Linked DNA regions of Mus musculus: region 2 is linked to region 1. The links are chromatin contacts, called in public HiChIP or PLAC-seq maps. All regions are on one chromosome and are shown on one strand. The core of a region is the stretch at or near the end of the contact, and the rest is flanking DNA. Distances in the headings are between cores, read along the strand shown.

The links. HiChIP or PLAC-seq counts read pairs in DNA pulled down with a chosen protein or histone mark.
Region 2: a BATF HiChIP or PLAC-seq map of CD8 T cells shows a contact between it and region 1, with 6 read pairs. The contact joins two enhancer-like sites. A contact is called at or near these places in 3 of 39 promoter capture datasets (3T3-L1-derived adipocytes, embryonic stem cells and trophoblast stem cells), 3 of 484 Hi-C or Micro-C datasets (bone marrow-derived macrophages, embryonic stem cells and extraembryonic endoderm stem cells), 8 of 115 datasets of contacts at active chromatin or transcription factors (the 230-238 cell line, CD8 T cells, the HPC-7 cell line and 4 more) and 6 of 9 other capture datasets (adipose tissue, bone marrow-derived macrophages, embryonic stem cells and 3 more).

The regions. Positions count from the first base shown.
Region 1 is chr7:110,794,690-110,798,492 of GRCm38.p6, reverse strand. It overlaps Ampd3 (adenosine monophosphate deaminase 3), which reads right to left. Exons shown (of 15, transcript NM_001276301.1): 6 at 2,685-2,814. Among named protein-coding and RNA genes, the nearest start is that of Gm39069, 16 kb to the right of the region's middle. Within about 2 kb of position 1,667, at least 134 of the 459 cell types and tissues checked have an H3K27ac peak or open chromatin away from gene starts, as enhancers often do. A contact at or near this core is called in the 230-238 cell line and CD8 T cells, where this site is marked.
Region 2 is chr7:110,954,705-110,958,507 of GRCm38.p6, reverse strand. All of the region lies in intron 1 of Mrvi1 (MRV integration site 1), which reads left to right. Among named protein-coding and RNA genes, the nearest start is that of Mrvi1, 26 kb to the left of the region's middle. Within about 2 kb of position 1,822, at least 90 of the 459 cell types and tissues checked have an H3K27ac peak or open chromatin away from gene starts, as enhancers often do. A contact at or near this core is called in the 230-238 cell line and CD8 T cells, where this site is marked.

The DNA of each region.
Region 1 (3,803 bases), core at 418-2,917:
TTTTAGAGTACAATCACTCCTCACGTTGCCTGTCCTATCTCCCTCACCCCTCCATTTTCTCTTCTTTTTTTACTGTTTCACTTACAGGCTGTCACCTGGCTAACGGGTGCCCTAGAGACACAGTGAGCATGCTGGCTCACCTCTCATGATCCCAAGAAGACAAGAGAGGTCACAATTCAGGGTGCTACCTACCAGACTCCAGCCTGCACGCTAGAACTGCAGCAGACTGGGCTCTCTGGCAAGGCTTGGGGGAGGAGACACTGACCTCAAGCCGGGGAATGCTGTCCACAGCTGGTTGGTCATCTGTTAAGACATGCCAAGCCAGACATTTGATCTATTGGACTTGTGTGTCCATTATCCCAGCCAGCCTATGGTGTTGGGGACAGTGCTCACTCATCAGGGACCTTCCTGCCATCAGTTCTTGACCCTCCTCCAGGAAAGACAGAAGAACTCAAAGCTGTGAGATGCAGAACATTACACGGAGCGGGGCTGAAGCTCCAGCGCTTCATAGCCGAGAGGCGACAAGGAGCCAGCCTGGCTTGGCCTACCTCACTCAGCATGACTCCACACATTCTTTGCCATTCTAGCTGTGTCTTCCAGCTTCACAGTCATACACACAGCCTGTCATAGCTCCCATGAGTCACAGGACATAGAATGAAACCAGCTGGGCCATCCAGGAATCCCCTACTCCAACTTGCAGAATAAGTCAAAAAAGGCCTTCATTTTAGTGTCTTCGACTGGCTAGAAGAATCTACGCGGATACTTTACTGTCACGTGAGATCAAGGTTCACAGACCAGTCACATTTCAGTGAAGCACTGTTTGATGTCTGAGACCTGAGCTAACTAACACTGGCTCTTTTCACACCCATGGCAGACATGAGTAATCGATACTCATACTCTTTCTCTAAGCTTGAATAGCTTCAGGAAGCCGACCCCACTTGATCAGGCTTGGCCTAAATGATACCTATGATGTCCCTAGTGTTACACTTTACCAAAGTGGACAATGCTCATTTCGATCCAACATCCAACTTCCAAGTAGCAAACACAGTCCTTCCTTCTTAGCGGTGGGCAGAGACTACACGCTCAAGTATAGGGTCCTGCTGGTTGGGACTCCCAATATCAAAACTCATTCCTTACTACCCATGCTGACTTTAGAGCCTGACTCTGGACATGGCAGCCACCATGGAGATAGGGATACCCCTTCCCTGTCACTGTAGATTTTAAATCTCAGTCTTGTCCTTAGAACCCAGATTTTGAGTGAGAAAACAAATCACCCAGCACCCTGCCAACTCCCCTGTCCTGGAGGACCAGGCCTAACTCAGCAGCTCTGGATTCATACTTAGGGACCAATTTAGGTGCCAAAAGCCAGACTGTTGTGGATAGAGCAGGCATCAACCTCAGACTGCCAGGAAACCCCAAGAATCATCTATTCTCTCTCACATCATGGCCAAGGAGCAGCCCAGGGACAGTCATGGGCCATCCAGGGATGACCGCAGGACCATCAGAAGCACAGCTGGCTAGGCCAGCCTGGCCCCAAGCCTCAGGAGCTATAGAGGCCCAAAGCACTCGCTCACACTTGCAGAGGGCGGGGCGGGGCTATGCCAGGCTGGGGGAGGTGTTTCCCCCATCTGCCAGGGTATGTGCTAAGTTCTCACAGAAACTGAGCCACCCAAATAAGGAACAGACAGTGGCTGTTGTGTCTAGGGAAGTGGTCTAACCACAACCTTTCACCTCTGCCCATGCATCCAATAACCCACGTGTCCTACTCTTACTTCCGAAGCCTCTTCTTGGTCCAGAGTCTGAGATTTACGACATTCTTTAAGAAGTCCATAGGCCTCCATGGTGCAGAACCTTCCCACAGCTCCCTCTACTTGGCTGTCACCCACCTTCCAACCCCACGAGCTTGCACACTCTCTCCTCCCTCCCCCCTCCTGACATCTGCACACTCTGCTCCCTCCCCAGAGGCCGCTATCACTGTTCCTTCTCCTGTACCACACGGCCTCTCCTCCTCAGTTCTGGCCCCTCTGAAAGCCACTCCCCACCCCCGTCACAGCACTTGTCTCTGAGGATTCTTATGAACAGAAAGTTGAGTCTTGGTCTCCATCCGAGCCATGCTCAGCATGATCCCAAGTCTTCCTTCCCCTGGAAGAAAGTGGAAAAGCCTCCAGGCCAGGATCCTCTAACGCACACCTGCCCTGTTGCTGCCCCTGAAGGCAGAAGGTACCAGAGCCACGCGGCCACTCCAGGGGCAGAGGAGGGGCAGAGGCTGGAGCATCTCAGTGCTTTGCTTTAATAGAGCTGACTCCAAAGGATGGAAACCTGCCAACTCCTAAGTCCAGACAGGTCCTGACAGCTTTCCCTCTGTGATGTCTCTAACACACCCACTACCCTAAAGCCGCCACTGTTAAGACCAGTTAGCAGGCTATGTTCTGATGCTGGAGAAAGACTTGCACCAACACAGACTTTCCACCGTGGATCTAGAATGGTACCACAGTATCCGAGACAACCCGAGTCAAGGACACAGTCTGCCAGTCTTCCTGCTGCACAGGCATGTTTTATCACACAGGCTACTCCAGCCAGGAGACCTGGTGCTCACCCAACTCTGGACCTAGACAGACCCAGGGCATCATTCCCTGGGCCCAGTATGGGCCAGGTGAGTGGCTTGGACACCAGCCACCACATACCTTTCTCACATTATAAAAGTCTCTGTGGGGGTTACTCTTCAATTCCTTGAACTCTGACATTTCATTTAACATCTCATGAAGGCTAAACTTGGATTCCAGAAAGTTCAGTCGCCGGTGACAATAGGTTTTCCTGCAAGTTGGTGAGAGATAGAGACCCCAGTAAGACATCAAATGACAGTTTAGCAACCTCAAGACAGGGTAGTGACCGGGGCTGGAAGGGTCAGGTTCTGACAGCATGGAGGAAGAAGAGCCGAGATGCTTCCAGCTTTCCTCAGACCTGGCTGAGCTGACCAGCACACACGTGTGAGGACACCACATGAGCAGACGGTCAAGACACACGGGAGGGAAGCACCAACTCTGGGAGCCCAGGCAGGGTTTTGTTGTCTTATGTTTGGGCAATTAGCACAGGGATAACCATCCCATGTATAACCATGGAGACGGTGCCGCCCCAGACTGAAGTACTTGTTTCAGGCTCTGGGTCTGGCTGAGCAGAGGAGCCCCTCCTCTCTCCTCAGCCCCCATAATTCTTTAACTACAAAATTCATTGCCCAGAATGTGAATAATGCAGTCAAACCATCTACTACCACCTGCCTAGCTTAGGATGCAGAGGCATCAACCCTCCACCCATGACCAACTGTCCCTAGATTCCCACGACCTAAGGGATCCTCAGCTCTGAGATTCCTGGGCAGGAAGAGGATGTTTACAGTGAGGAGCAGGTAAGGACCACTGAGACAGACAGCTCTGTGGGACTGACACCCCAGGGTCCTCACCCAGGGAAAGCACTCCTTGGGAATAAGTTTTCCTCAGCGAACTAAGATGCGACTCACTGCTATGACCAGATGTCTCCCACACCCAGCTCAGCTGCCCAGCCTCACAGAACTGACCCTGCTCCCTCGGTGCTCTCAAACAGCAGCTGCCTGCATCTCCCTAGGCCGCCATAATGAGCAGCTGCTAGGAACTAGAGAGATCACATACTGTTTTTGCAGAAGACCTGAGTTTGAGTCCAAGTATCCAAATCACAACTGCCTGGAACTCCAGGGGATCTCACAGCCTCTGACCTCCTCACATGCAGATATACACATGGATATATAAGTAAATGGCAATAATAACATTTTTAAT
Region 2 (3,803 bases), core at 573-3,072, 160 kb before region 1:
GAGTTGGGCAGTTGGGGAGAGTGATGGGAGGTACTGGGTTGAAAGTTTGTTTTAGTCTGTTACAGAGTTTTGAAGAAAGACTATTGCTACTGGTTTTCTGGGTTGACATTTTTCAGATCTTATGTGGACAAAATCCCTTTCTCCCCATCCTCTCTCCTATCCTAAGGAATGCTTGTTTTCAGGTGCAGATGTCCAAGCTCCACAAACATGCTGTTGTTGGCTTTGATCCAGATGCACACACTGGCTTCTGAGGGTCTGTGTGTGCAGTGCAGCCAGAACTGGGTTGGCACACTGGTATGTTGAGTCTAGTCCTCTGTCTGTAACAAGAGACAAGTGGTCCCAAGGGCCTACCTCACAGGAAATGAGTGACTCCAGGCACCAAGTGAGAGGACTTACAAGTGCCAGTCTGTCTCCATAGTGGAGAAAGGAATTGGGGCTTGGGTTTCAAGGTTATTTCCATCTTGCACACCCTGTGGCTGCCCTCTGTTGAGAAGGAGGTCCCAGGAGTGCCAGGGCAGTGGACACTGGGCTTCTGCATCCTCTGAGAACACCCCCCCCCATTCTCATGGGTGCCATGGCTAGCTCCCAGGGCCACTGGAGAGACCAGTGGGGATGATTAGAGACCCGCTGCAGGTCCTATTGCTAAGTTTGTCCTAAAAGTCAGTTTGCACAGAACCCCTGGGTAGAATGATGGGAGCCTGGAACTGAAAAGGAAAAGGCTCTGTGCTTTGAGAGGGCGCCATGATGGAATCCTCTGGGGGGAAATTTGCATGCACATGTGGCAGAAAACCCAGGAAACATGGTTGAATTAGTTATCTTTTTCACGCTGCGGACAAATACCTGCCAAGAAGCAATTTGAGGAGGAAGGATTTTTTTTTCTTTTTTCCAGCTTTGAGGATACCGTCCATCATGGTGGGAAAGGCAGATAGATGGGTGAGCAGAACTCTGAGGCAGCGGGCACATAGTGTCACACTCAGAGAGTGGAGAGTGAGCAGGGAGTTGGGCTGGCCCATATACCTGCAAGTGGGAGCCCCTGACACCCACTTACTTCAGTGAGTTTCTCCTCCCTAAAGGCTCCCTAACACTCTAAATGACACCACCAGCTGGGAGAGGAGTGTTCAGACATGTGAGCCCATAGGGGCATGTCACATTCAAAAGGGTGAAATGGAAAACTCAGAAGCTAGCCTGGGGAAGCCGTCTGGGAATGGAGTGAAAACAGCCACACCCCAGAATGTACATCAACCCAACTGGTACATGTTCAACATCTCTCCCGGAAGATGTAACATAGTGCTAGGTCCTCTCCACTTCTTGTGTGGGGAACTCCAGAAGCCATGATGGGGTCGCCAGTCCTGAGGGGGCAAGGGGGGCGGTCACAGATCCCAAGGTAGCCTCAGACCCAGGACTTTGAACATCCGTTTTGTGGAGTGTGTGACACTTTCTTTCCTCCACTCAGTCATTCAGCGTCCCAGGAAACCCTCAGAGGTGAGTTGCATGCTGGCCCTGAGGGTCAGGTCTCACTGTCTATAGGTGAGTCTGAAATGAAATAAAGCTGAGGAAGAGAAAGAAAGGATGTGGGCAGAAGGCCGGGCAAAAGTGTGTTAGCTACCGTTTTTCCTGTCAGTGTCACCAAATGCCTGATACGAAGCAACCTGAGGAAGAAATGATTTCTTTTGCAGGGACAGTCCGGTGGAGGAAGGTGAGGGTGGGGGTGAGGGTGGGGGTCAGGGGGTAGGAAGCATGGTGGTGTAGCTGCTCAGGCTGTGGTGGCAGGAGTGTGAGGGCAGGGACAGGAAGCAGAGACAAGAGAGGAAGCCAGATGGGACCATAAACCTCAAGGCCCACCCTCCAGAGATCAATCCACTTCCTTTAGCTGGGCCACAGGTCTCCACTGGTCCACAGCCTTCCAAAATAGCACTGCCAGTTTAGAGGCCAAGTATCTGAACCCAGAAGTCTGTGGTGGACACTTTTAGGTTCAAACCGGCACAAAGGAGGGCTTAGGTTGTCGGTGTTGTCCTTAGTTGAGTTAAGAGACACGGAAGTGTCTGCATGTACCCTTTCTTGAGCGCTTCCCGTCGATGATACCTACGGCAGTCGGTAGAAGGGGCCAAGTCCTCTTTTCCAGTCACAGCCTGAGAAGTTCATTCTCTGTCAGGATCTCTGAGCTTCAAGGCAGAGCTAGGAGGGAGCCAGGTTTATATCCCACTAAGATCACTGTCACCCTCTCTGTGCTGTGCTGTGCTGTGTGACTGCCATGGCTGCTGAGCTGTGTGTGAAGTGATGACGTTTCTGGGCATATGGTCATTGGCTTGAGAGGTACTTCCCTGATGCAAGACCCTGCCGCCATGAAGAAGTGAAGCCATACTTGGCAACCATACCTAGGCCCGGACATGGAGGAGCTGCCCCAGGGACCACACGGCCCTGGGGACAGAACTCTGTGTGTACCTGATGAGGTACTGCCAGCCTTTTGGAAGGACTGGGCTTTGCTTTGCTCCCTGGCCTTCCCGAGGGTGCTCTTGCTGGCACTGCTGCTGAGAATGAATTAGATTAATTTGTATGTGAAGCCCAGAGGAACATACTTGAGGGCATAAATCAGGGGTGGCAACTGGTAGCTGCAGTCTGAGTCCCCAGAGTCACATGTTTGGTCCTTGTGGTATTTCTATAATTTTTTTTTTTTTTTTGGTATTAGCTTTAACGTTTCTAAATCAGGTGATTTTATTTTTAGCACTAGAGTTTTGGCTTTTCTTGGAAACTGGAAGTGCTTGCCAACAAAAGATGATATTTCTTCCTGACCCCAAAATTGAATAGTAGCCGCTCTGGTTAAGTGACAGTTGCACTCTCTGTCACCACAGACTCCATCAATCCACAGAGGAGGCCCTGCCTTCATCTCACTTGCCTGGCCCCAGAAGGAGGTGTGTGTGTGTGTGCTATCTCTTCATGAACCCCATTTTCTCAGAAGCTGCTTCTCAACTAAAGCAAAGCCTCCTTCTCTATGTATTCCAGATTGGCTGTTGTTGATTCATTCAACAAACACTTAGAGAGTCGTTCTTCTGTGTTTGTCCCTGCACTGGACAGCATTGAGATATGAATATTTATGTCTTTATAGTGAATATTTATAAGAATATTCATTCATCATGAAAGTATGAATGAAATAAGTTCTTGCTATTGAGGCATTTCGATTCTAACAGAGCTGAGACCTATGCAAAGCTCCCTGGGAGAAGTCACAGTGGAACCTGTGAGCATGTCACCTGAAATACAAAAGGGTTCCTGCAGATGGAACCAAGCAGGGAATTACAAATGGGGAGATCACCTGGGTCACCTGCAGGGACAGATATAACACCAGAGTCACTAGAGTCCCTGCATTAGGGAGTACAAAGACAGAGACGGAAATGCACACATGGAGGCCAAGCTCAGAGGTCAGAGAAGAGGCCCGCTTCTTTGCAGGCTGGGAACAAGGAGAAGGGGTTGCCCCAGGAGGTGGTGGCTCAAGGCAGCCCCAGCAGCTAGAGGTGAGGAGATGGCTTCCTTCCCTTGAGCATCCTGGAAGACCACAGCTCTGCTAACACTCAGATTGTATTTATTTATTCTGAAATGTTGATATTTTTGTTTTATGTGAGTGTGGGTGTTTTGCCTGCATGTATGTCTGTGCTCTCCTTACATTCCTGATGTCCACAGAGGCCAGAAGAAGGTGTCAGATCTACATTTGGAGTTACAGATGGTTGTGGGTGCTGGGAGTTGAACCCAGGTTCTCTGAAAAGTAGCCAGCACTGCTAACTGATGAGCCGTTTTCCCAGCCCATCCGCAAT